3 separate regions of the Sparus aurata genome follow, and all the other regions are linked to region 3. Evidence: chromatin contacts called from public Hi-C data. All regions are on one chromosome and are shown on one strand. The core of a region is the stretch at or near the end of the contact, and the rest is flanking DNA. Distances in the headings are between cores, read along the strand shown. Region 1 holds the start of slc35a2 (solute carrier family 35 member 2). Region 2 holds the start of bcap31 (B cell receptor associated protein 31). Region 3 holds the start of gripap1 (GRIP1 associated protein 1).

Region 1 (3,869 bases), core at 1,244-3,743, 210 kb before region 3:
AGCAGGGACTGAAGCTCACACTGGATCTGAACTCTGACTGTCGGGGCAGCGATCAAACTCCTGCTGGGAGAACGTCCCGGGTCCATCCTCGAATCACTGAAAGAACTTCTTTTAACTTCCTGTTTGTTATTTATCTGTTTGGGTTGGCAGCCATGTTTGATTTGGGCAGGAGGACTTCCTGTTGGGTTATTTATTGATCCGAGTATTTATTTAGTTCTCATGAAGCAGCTGGTCTCAGCTCAGCTTCACCAGGTTCTGGTTCTTTAAACACTTAGTTAGTCCTTCTGTCCCCTCCTTTATTTTCTAAAACCAAGTTGTAACTCGAGAGAACAGAACAGAACACAGAACACAACACAGAACACAGAACAGAACACAGAACAGAACAGAACACAGAACAGAACACAGAACACAACATAGCACACAGAACCGAACAGAACACAGAACACTCTCAGACTCTCAGCTGCGTTCAGGTGCAGATTAAAAGCAGGTCATCTGAGCACTGAAACATTTCCACCTGTGAGCTCGTCATCACTTCCTGCAGTGGTGACGTCACATGACGCCAAATAAAACAGCAAAGATTTAGTTTGGTTTGATGTCAGAACCTTTTGACCCGTGACAACAGCTGGCGTGTTCTGTGTTTCTGTTCCTGGAGGAGCTTCAGGTTTCAGACCGGCTCGGTCAGCAGAACACTCAGAACCTGAAGAACAGGAAAGTAATCTGTTACATTCACAGAACCTGAAGAACAGGAAAGTAATCCCGTTACATTCACAGAACCTGAAGAACAGGAAAGTAATCTGTTACATTCCAGCACATTACACATCACAGGTGTCGGGTCCAGTTAGACCGGAGCAGCCGGAGCCGCAGCTGTCGCTCCATCAGATCTCAGGTCAGTTATTGAGCCTGTCAGATCTTCAGTTTATGTTTGAATGCAGATATTTATTAGTTGTCTGGTTCCGGTCCAGAAGTGAACCAGTGGATCTGGTTCATGGCGACCTCACTGTAAATACTTGTGTATTTCTCACTGGTTTATGATCAGAGTGGCTCCTCAGTCACTTGTTCCTGTTTATTTACATTAAATAAGAATTTATGGATCGAGAGAAAAAGATCCAACGTTTAATAAAACAGTTTTTTATCACTTTATCGTGTCGTTCTCATTCTGTCCCTCTTATATTTATATATCTATATTTATATTTATATTCATACGACAGCATGTTTTAAACAAAGTGTCAGAGAACAATGATTCAAAACTAAATCACATTAAAGGTAATTTTATAGTTAATTAAACTTTTAAATGAAATGTTTAATAAGTATTGAGACTGAAGTCAATAAACATCAGTTACAACTTTATAATAAAGTTTTTTAATAAAATGTTTGAAGATTTTTTATTGGTTAACAGTAAAATAATTTGGTTTAATTATCAATTTACCATTTATTAGTATGTTCTGATCAGAAGCATCGTGATGAACTCTTTAGTCTACACACACACACACACACACACACACACACACACACACACACGCTGACCGGATGTTGCTGCTTTTATTTTCTACATTTTCAATAAAAGTATTTAAAAAACAGAGACTGTGCTTCAGTGAACCAGCAGGTGGCGCTGGACATCACAAACATCCGACAGGTGAGGTGTTCATCCAGCAGCCAATAGGATTCCTCCATGTTCAACCTGCAGGAGAACAAGGAAGTGATTGTTGTCAGAGGATCAGAGAGGAGGAGGAGGAGAGAGGGCTCACTCTGACTGAATATCCAGAGCTCCATCCTCTCATGACGAAGTGGGTGAATAGACGATCTTTGATCAAAAATCGTCACGCTGTACTTTTGAATATAGTTTCTGCAACAAATCATTTTTAACTGACATATTTCTGGATGTTAAACTTGATCTTTCAGCACTGATGATGTTTTATCAAACATTAAACAAACATGTATTCAGGACACTGTTACAGTCTGATGAATGACACATGTTGGTTTATTTGTTATCAATAACTTTAAAAGATCCTAGTTGAGATTAAAGATCATTAAATGTCAGTTTAGCTTTGATGAGTGTTTCTGCTGGTGAATAATTGTTCTGAACTCCTTTTAGCTTGTTCACAGCATCTCAACATCAAACTGAGGAAACAGAAACGCTTCCAGCAGTTTGATCAGAATTATATTTATTCAATCACCTCTGAAGGTTTTACTGGCATCATTTCTACATTATCATCCTTTAATTCAGCCGAGAGACGAAAACCAGCTGCTGCTTTATTTAGACTGACGACATTTAACTAAACGAAATTAATCATAATAAAATCAGTGACTAATGTGAGTAAACACATTTAAACATGCGGATATGGTAATTTCAACTCATTAAAAAATAATAACCATTATCATTATCGGTTAATGTTCTGTATGTTATTAATGATTCAAATCTTAAATCTTTAAGTGTTAAAGTTCACATTTCAGAGACGACAGCAGATATTCTGCCTCAGAGTGATACATCCTGTCAGACAGTTCGTCCTATCTGTGCAGCTGTAGTTCCTTCAGTCCCTGAACGCATCGCAGCCTCCTCGGACTGTTGTCCTCCCGGCGGTGCGGTGGCCCCCCCGCAGGCTCCTCTAACCTCACCTCCGGTCAGACATCCGCCTGACACACCCGCCGCTCCCTCTGTAACCTGACCGACACACCGGAGCTCAGTTCCGGGTGGGTGTGCACTGTGAGCCGGGGCTAGCTGGCAGGCTAGCGGAGTGTTGGTCGAGCAGGCAGCGGAGTGAAGACTCGGTCCGGACGGCGGGCAGAGGGAGCGCAGCATGGCCGCAGGGAAGCACAGCCAGGCGGCGGAGGAGAAGGCAGCGAGCCGGGGTCAGAGTGAAGGTAAGTGTGTCCGGGGAGGGAGACCCGAGGACCGGGAGACCAGTTCACTCCACACGGGCCGCGAGGCTCTGAACCCGGGTGGCTGCTCGAAGAGTGAGCCGATGTGTCGGAGCAGGAATCAGAGTTTGATATCTGTTGATAAATCGATCAAATCGATAAACGACTAAAGTTCCTCCGTGGTCCCGTGAACGCACAGGGCGGCGGAGGCTAGCTAACTAGCGGCTAAACTAACCAAAGTTAGCTGACTCGAAGCGGGTCAGTATCTGTCACAGTTAACCCGGAAAGTTCACCAGTGTGAAGACTCGCGGGTCTTTGCCGGGTTAACATCGCGTCAAGTGTTTATTAAGTGACGTCAGGACTTTAAACTAACGACTTTAACTATTAGCATGCTAGCTGAGCAGGAGGCTAAAGCACAGGGCTAGGCTAATTGTTTATGGTGTAAAACTAGTTTCTGTCATGCTAACTGAGGCTAACCAGTGTTAGCTGCTGATGTAGCTTCACTGTGGAGGCTAAACCAGAGCACGGTGTTAGAACCAGGTGTGTCAGCGGTTCAGCAGCTGATGACGTGGAGGTTTGGACTGCAGGTGGCACACACACACACACACACACACACACACACACAGAGGTGGCAGAATGAGATACTTTGGAAATACTCCAGTGAAACATCTGCCTTACAAACTTTACTTCCGTAAAGTATCTCAGTATTTACTCAGTACTTTGGTAAATGTACTCAGTTACATGGCACCACTGCAGGCAGAGAGGCAGAGCCAAGGTGTCAAAATCAAATATATAATTAAATATCTAAATAATTGTGTCATTTAATCCTAATTGTCACCGTAAGTAAATAAATAACACATTAAATATAAGAGTTAGATTTATTTCAGTATTTATTTATCTGTTATAAATAAATATGTCTTCCTCCATGAAAAGTGTGGATCGGTCCGACAGGCAGCAGAACAGAACAGAGTAGGATTCAGATTTTCCCGTCTACAGTTCAGCCCGGTGTGGCT
Region 2 (4,095 bases), core at 1,146-3,645, 160 kb before region 3:
CGGCAGGACAGGTGTGTTGTGTAGCAGGACAGGTGTGAACGCACCTCTTGGGTGAGATGAAGGGGATGCAGAGCAGAAGCACGAAGAAGACCTCGACGTAGAGGAAGGTGGCGACCGCCGTCCACTGCAGACTCATCCTGACACAGAGCAGGAAGCACAGAACACACCTGGGTCCAGGTGAGAAGAAGCACAGGTCAATAAATGTCTGTGCAGCAGAGACAGAGGTCGAACACGCTCTCAGAAACAACCTCAGGTATAATTAACTCCTTTAACCACCTCATTACAATCATGGTAAAACATCAATTAACAACCTGGAGCATCACTGTGTGGAATGAACAGAAAAACAGAATTAAATCGTTAATCACAATTATTTTGAGACAATTGATCTTAAAAATTGATGACTGCGGCTGTTCATGACTCATTATGATACATTTGACACTTTAGTGCGCTCACAGTATCTTAAATCTGAAAACAGATTACAACAGCAGATCATTTATTATCAATTCCTTCTGAATTATTAATGTGCTCAGCCGACATCTGAAGGTGATTCAATCTAGAAGAGGAGAACAGGCAGAACTGTTCAGAACTCCCAGACATTCCTCTCAGACCGGACCTGAAATAATCGGTTTAGTCTTGATAATGCCAATGACATTTTCCCAGAATGCAGTTTGGTAACTTAATATGTTGCCATCAGTCCATCACACAAAGACATTCAGTTCACCATCAAAAGAAGAAAGAAGCTGGAGCCAGAATCTCAGTCAGCTGACTGAGAAGTGATTGATTTATCAGTGATGGATCCTCTCAGCTCTGTTTGCTGATGATGTCAGAGACGCTGCAGCTGAATTACATTTAAACTATAATATTCTGACCCATTTACACACAAACACTATCTGAACGGACTCACTGTGTTTTTAACTCTTTTAAACAAATCCTTAACTTTTCCTACATGATTCCAAAGAGATTAAATAATATTTACAATCTGGTTGATGAGTTTGACAACAAGTCGTCTTATGAACAGTTTTCTGTCCTTTGGGCTTGAACAGTAAATATAATAAGAGTGCATCAGTCTCTGTTTAGTGCAATAACAACTAAACCTACATCTTGTTTAAGATCCCGACAGCTGATGGAACTAAAATAAGGAAGTTCAGCTCCCTGAGAGCAGCAGTGGACACGCTGCGGAGGGAGATGATGGTCTAATGGCCGTCACCCTCTGAGAGGCTCTGGATCCATTAAAGATCAGTTTAATATTTCCCTCTTTTTGTTCTCCATGCTGAGTTTACCAACAGATCACTGAGTGACTGGATAAAAGATTTCCAAGAGACACTGAAACACCTCAGCATTCTCAAATAAAAGAGGCCTTAAAGTACACAGTGGTACATCTGCCCCAGATATCAGAGTTCAGCCTCCTTGATTTTAGTAATCAGTATGAGCCAATATCAGTCGGCCTTACATCATCTTGTTAAAGGCCAGACTGTCCAGCCCTTCCTTTGAGTAGCCGTAGTTTACCTGCTGCCACAGTTTCACCTGATGTCTGTGCTAAGTGTTGTCAGTGAGTCAGTGAGGAGGGGGAGTGTCAGCTGCCAACACACGTTACAGTGCAGAAACACCTCAGCTCAACATGTCCGACTCTTTTCACATTACAGCGCTAATTAAACCACAATCAGCTGGTTTCTCCGCACATCTCTACCTCTGTGGAGCAAAAGTAAAACATATAGATTCACTTTTTACGACCACATGAAAAACAGACTCGACTACGTATTGAAATAAATGCAAATCTGTCTGATAAACACAAACCAACCAGCTGAAGTTTAACGAGCTACATCCGTTAATAATCGTTTATGTTTATTATATTAACTAAATATGTTCAAACATCCAACTTGGAACAGAATGATCCTGCTAACGTCTATTTCCTGGACTGTGACAGAGCACCTGAACTAGCTAGCATGCTAACTTGGCTTCCCTGAACCCCAGTTAGCCAGCTAGCTCGCAGGCTCCGTCTACTTACTGGAAAAGTGTTTGTTTTGGGTCGTTTAACACAACTTGTGTCTTCATAAGTGGGACACACTGTCAGCTGTGTGTGGTGTGAACACTTGTGTCGCAGCTGTTGGTTAATGACATCATGACGATAACTTCGCGCTGGTTAACTAACAAACTAGTTAAAAGTTAGCAAGCTAAAGCAGTTAGCAGGTGTTAGCTGGAGGACTGTGTGCTAACAGTAGACAGCAGTAAATAGTCAGACTCACCTCAGAAACTCCCGCAGACACAAACTCAGAGAGACTCAGACAACAAGCTGCTGTTCAGCTCCAAACACTCAGCCCAGGCGGGATATTAGCCTGTTAGCATGGCTTCGTGTTGTAAACACTTCCGGTGTTTAATGCCAGCTCATCGCGATCCCAGCACGTGATTGGATACGCCGAAGAATGTGGGCGGAGTCAATATGTGACAACTCATTGCGTCACACGTCATGAAATCTCGGTCAAAGAGCTTTTTTGACATTTTGATGTTATTGATTCAAAATACAGTAACAGACATGACGTCATATTCTGAGCTCTGTGACGTCAGGGTGGAGATACAGAGGACAGCTGAGACAAACTGATACAACGTTGTTAAACAAATAAAGAAATATATTCATGTAACACGTTTTCCGAATGAACAAATAGGCCCAAATACATACAAATGTGTTGTAGACAGCGTTTCTCAAAGTGTATACAGTTCATTCTAATGAACAAGTCTTAAAATTGAGAGTTTTGTGAGGAAGTCTGGTGACGTTCTCCATTTTTTTGTAGCTCTTTCACAGAGTTTGTTAAGTTTCTCCTCATCATGCAACAACTCTTATAATAACTCGATTTGTAAGGAGTCTGTGATTTTGCTGTTACGAGTGACATTCAAAAGGGTCCACAACACTGAAAATCACCACGACCTTCATCAACATATATATACTGACATTAATGAAACACTGAGGACACTATTACAGGGGAAACAGTCAAATGTAATATGTAAACCTTTATGTATTTAAAAATATATGATAAAAGGTTTTGTTTGCGTAAAACAAAACATTAATATTAAACAATAAAACACAAGAGAAATGAATACACAGATATAGAGACAATATAGAATAATACAGAGTATATAGAGATATACATTATCACTAGTAATCCCACTACACAGCGCAGTTCCTCTCCTGACCAGCAGGGGGAGACACTGTCTGCAGAAAACCACTGAACTCTGGAGGCAGAGAGGAGGATGAAGACAGACATCTCACTCTGACTGTTTCTCCTTGTCTCCCTGTGGCTCGTGTTACTGGTCAGACTGGTTCCACAGTAAATTATTAATATGTACAGAGATTAGAGATGCCACCTGTCCCGTTTTTCCCAGAATTGTTCTCTATTTTCAACAGCTCCACAACAAACATAACATGATAGGATATTAGAAACATTTTCTTATTTATGACTGATCAGAATATCACGTAACTGACCTCCTCATGCAATAGGAATCAGAATTCCTTTATTGGTCCTGCAAACGGGGAGATCTGCGTGTCACAACAGCCTAATCAATAAACATTAATAAAAGTACATAATAAACAATATATAATAAAAAGGTAAGAAATAGATATGTACTAGTGCCCCGCCCCTTTCTGTGACATCATCCCCATGAAGTCATCATTCACATTTAATTTAATTAATTTTATGGTAAAAGTACAGAACAGAAATCAGTAACACTTGAGCTGAGGTGTCCAAATTACCTGAATACACCCGATTACAATATTAAAGTAATGTAACTTGATTACATTCAGCTAGTTTTGGATTAATAACAAATGAAGACCAGAGAAATTAAATATCAATTTAAAAAAAGTAGCTTTTTGTGTATCCTGTTAACAAGTGTTTCTCTGTGTTTGTTCTATTCATTTTTATCTTAACTTTTGACAAGAGAAGTTACAGTAAATATGATGCAGTTGAGTTTCTCCAGCCGGGACTCGAACTCAGGATAAAAGCAGACCACGGAACACAGAACTGCTACTCTACCGACTGAGCTAAACAGTTTTGAATGGCTGGAGAAGTCTCTAGTTGAAATGACGTAAACCACGTCAAATAAGTC
Region 3 (3,875 bases), core at 520-3,019:
TCGGCTCTCTTCACCTGCTTTGTGTCTTTGAGCGTTTCTCTCGGACCCGGTCCGGTTGGACTGAGCGGCACCAGGAGCGCTACAACATCACTGGTAAACAGGAACGAATACAGTGGTTTGCTGCCAGTTTGAGAAACACAAACTGAACTCTAATTCCTGTTTTTAGATTTGCATGTCATTCAGAGCTCATTTGACTGATCAGACATCAGACATCAGGCGGTGTTTCCAGGAAAGCCAGTGTGAGGAGTCGTGATGCGGCGAGGACGAGCAGACGGACGCCGAGACAAGACACGTAAACAACATGCAGAAGTAGTATGTTCACCATCAGTGATAACCTCAAACCTCAAACATGACTGGAGACTTTAACTCTACACGTAAAGCTGAACTAAACTTGGTTTCAACAACTAGACCAAAGTTTATTCTCACACCTCCGAGTGTGAACAAGCTTCTACTTCACACAGACAGAGACGACTGCAAACACTCACGTTGTACTCCTGATCCACAGTGCCGGGGTCCATCGACCTCAGAGAGGACAGCAGCTCCATGACCACGTCCAGCAAACGTCCAGCAAACATCCAACAAACGTCAAGCAAACGTCCAGCAAACGTCCAATTACAGCGGAAACCTGAGACGACTGACGAGATACAGAGATGCAGCCGGACGACCAAAACTGAAAATAACTCTCTCTCTCTCTGTCTCTCTCTCTGTCTCTCTCTCTCTCTGTCTCTCTCTCTCGCTCTCTCTCTGTCTCTCTGTCTCTCTCTCTGTCTCTCTGTCTCTCTCTCTGTCTCGCGCTCTCTCTCTGTCTCTCTCTCTGTCTCTCTCTCTCTCTCTGTCTCTGTCTCTCTCTCTGTCTCTCTCTCTCTCTCTCTCTGTCTCTCACTTCTGTCTCTATATTTAACCCTGTTAGTTAATAATTCACCAGCAGATAATCGAGCTGGTCTTTCTCTTTCTGTCTCTCTGGGCAGGAAGTTTGAGGAAACTTTGAAATAACAGAACCTTTAAATTACACCACTGATTTTAAACGTGACAACATGAGAGGTTTCCTTCCTCTGAGAGCCGAACGTCTTTAGAAACACTTTGGGAAATCTCAGTTAGACAACCTGTGTGTGTGTGTGTGTGTGTGTGTGAGTGTGTGTCAGAGCCAGTTTAACAAGATTCAGTTCAGACAGAAGATTGAAATCTTTTACAAGCTCACAAAGTGATTCAAGGAGATGTCGATCAGACAGACAGGCTTTAAAGGAACAGTTCACCCAGAAAGTGAAATCCAGTCTTGCCTGAGAAAAATCCTGTTTTTAAGTTTTCTTCAGTATTAAAGTGACCCAGTGATGGAAGTCTGAACACACACACACACACTGCACACAGGAAGTGCTGTTAGTTAATTCGGCATAGACGGTGAGACGTCACGTGACTTCCATCAGCACAGAGGGAGGAGAAGATGTCTGGATGTTTGTGTGAACTGTTCCTTTAATGACCTCATCATCTCCGTGGTGCAGCAGGTGGAGCAGGTGTAAACGGCTTTATACACCACAGGGTTGAACCTAATAATGACACATCGTTATTTATTGATGAATCTGCAAAGTACTCAAATAAATGTACAAGTTACAATATCAGCTCCAAAGTATCGTCAAATAAAAGTATAAAGTAGTTTTAAATATAGGCAAAAGTACAAGTGCCTCAAAACTGTGTGAGTAAATGTACTTAGTTACTCTCCAGCAGCACACACACACACACACACACACACACACAGAGCTGAAGGTCATTCTTGGTCCTCGGAAACGGAGGCGGAGTGAGAGGTCTGTTGTGTCTCCTCCTCTGTGCCGCTCTCCTCCGCTCCGTCTCCTCCGCTAGCTTAGCCTGCTAGCTAGCAGCCCAGGTAAACATGGCCATGTCGCAGGCTCTGTCAGAGGAGGAGTTTCATCGGATGCAGGTGAGAAAAACAGGACAGCTGTGATTTCGTGTCGGTGGGCTCACAGACAGGCAGCTGTCAGTGCTGTGAACAACACCTGTCAGCTCGGCAGACAGGTGCGGCATCAGTGCCACAGACGTCCGCTGGCTAATGCTAACCGTTAGCCGTGCGGGTGGGAGTAGATAACGGTGTCGCGCTCTGCGGCTCCTGTTGTTTTTATTAATTTAACGGTGTCATGGAGATGACGGTCAGTCTGAGCTCACAGACAAACTGGGAGAAATGTCTTTAATACACAGCCTGCCACGGTATGCTAGCTCGGTGTCAGCTAACCTAGCTTAGCCTCCTCCTCCTCTGCAGGGAAAAATGGTTCCATGTAGCTTTCCTGCTGCTAGCCTGTAATTTTATCTGTCAGTTAGCTAACACGTTAGCATCCACGGGACACTCGGCCAAATGAGAGTCACGGGATCTGAGTCAGGCTAACAGACAGCGGTGCTGTTGTTCATCTGGTTAGCTCAGTGTTAGCTGTGGTTTGGTGCAAAGTGACGATATGAGCCATAAATAATAAAACACACAGTGAGTGTTAACGTGAAGAGGAAGAGCTCAGACACACACACTGACACCTGTTAGCATGCTAACTGCTCACACACTGTACTGACAGAAGCTGCTCACTCATTAAGGTTCTGGTCATCAGCTTGACGTCTTGACTGGACTCTGTTCTGATGCTAACAGAGGAGCTGATGGTCTCCACCTGTGAGCCTGATGCTAACTCTGCATGCTAACAGTCTGGAGCTGGAGGCGTTTTCATTTGTATGTGTGAAATAAGAATTCATCACCTGCACTGTTGCTTTTCTGTTCTTTTAAAGGTGCATTATGTGAGATTCTAGTTGAACACATACAAAAATGAACTTAAATAAAGAGTTGATGTTATGATGTGTGTAGTGTTGCAGAGATGTAGCTGACGTCAGCATGCTAACCAGCTCCTGTCAGTGGTATAAACATTGATTCTCCGTGATCCCCCTCAGGACCGCTAGCTGCACATCTAACTGAGCTAATAAGCTAACAGCAGCAGTTAGTGGTTACACTCCCTACATGCTGCCCCCTGTTCGCTTTGAGAATGAATGTGACAGGTGTGTTACGTATCGCACCTTTAAATCATGATGGGTTCAGTTTGCAGATTGAGTGAAAGCAGAATAATGAAACATGATGATGAAGGTGATGAAGATGTTGATGATGATGTGTGTGTGTGTGTGTGTGTGTGTGTGTGTGTGTGTGTGTGTGCAGGCTCAGCTGTTGGAGCTGCGGACTCAGAACTACCAGCTGTCTGACGACCTCAGGAAGAACTCGACAGGTAGAAACACTCCGCTGTGCTTCATGATGATGATGATGATGGTGGTGATGGTGGTGATGATGATGATGATGATGATGGTGATGATGATGGTGGTGATGATGAAGCTGCTCTCTGTTTTGTTCATCGTCTCTTCATCACGTTCATGTTCAGATATTTGCCTGCAGTCACAAACGAGTGATTTCTCAGATGGACACATTAGACAAACGTAACAGAACTGAAGGAAACGAGTGAAGCAGAAAACAGAATAATTTCATGGCAGTTTGATCAGGTTAATTCATAGTTTGAACGTGTCTCCTGTGAAGTCGTTATTAGTTAGTGTTAAATAAAAACGCTCTTGTTAAAGGAACAGTTCACCCCGTCGTCTCCTCTCTGCATGTTGATGTGAAGTTTCATCGTCCACAAAACAACTGAAACTTTATTGTGAAAACTGAGATTGTAGAATCAGTCGAGGCTGCTGATGACATCACATCCTGCTGCAGAGTGATTCTGATAATCGTCTTTATTGACACAGAAAGTTATTGATTATTAATCCGTAACATTGAAATGTGTTAAAGAAAGTAAATCCACAATGTTAAAGATGAAATACTTTTAAATGTCTGAAACTATCTGTAGATTTAC

The links. Hi-C and Micro-C count contacts between places; a contact is called where the count stands out from the background.
Region 1: a Hi-C map of an unstated tissue shows a contact between it and region 3, with 6 times the contacts expected there. The contact joins the promoter of slc35a2 here to the promoter of gripap1 in region 3. A contact is called at or near these places in 2 of 2 Hi-C or Micro-C datasets (skeletal muscle and an unstated tissue).
Region 2: a Hi-C map of an unstated tissue shows a contact between it and region 3, with 7 times the contacts expected there. The contact joins the promoter of bcap31 here to the promoter of gripap1 in region 3. A contact is called at or near these places in 2 of 2 Hi-C or Micro-C datasets (skeletal muscle and an unstated tissue).

The regions. Positions count from the first base shown.
Region 1 is chr7:663,986-667,854 of fSpaAur1.1, forward strand. It overlaps slc35a2 (solute carrier family 35 member 2), which reads left to right and starts at 2,494. Exons shown (of 6, transcript XM_030424236.1): 1 at 2,494-2,859. The coding sequence starts at 2,796. pim2 (Pim-2 proto-oncogene, serine/threonine kinase) reads left to right here. Exons shown (of 7, transcript XM_030424238.1): 7 at 1-1,138.
Region 2 is chr7:715,443-719,537 of fSpaAur1.1, forward strand. It overlaps bcap31 (B cell receptor associated protein 31), which reads right to left and starts at 2,396. Exons shown (of 8, transcript XM_030424239.1): 1 at 2,244-2,396; 2 at 45-167. The coding sequence starts at 136.
Region 3 is chr7:875,832-879,706 of fSpaAur1.1, forward strand. gripap1 (GRIP1 associated protein 1) reads left to right here and starts at 1,770. Exons shown (of 28, transcript XM_030422337.1): 1 at 1,770-1,930; 2 at 3,191-3,257. The coding sequence starts at 1,883. It overlaps ptpn18 (protein tyrosine phosphatase non-receptor type 18), which reads right to left and starts at 683. Exons shown (of 16, transcript XM_030422338.1): 1 at 486-683. The coding sequence starts at 575.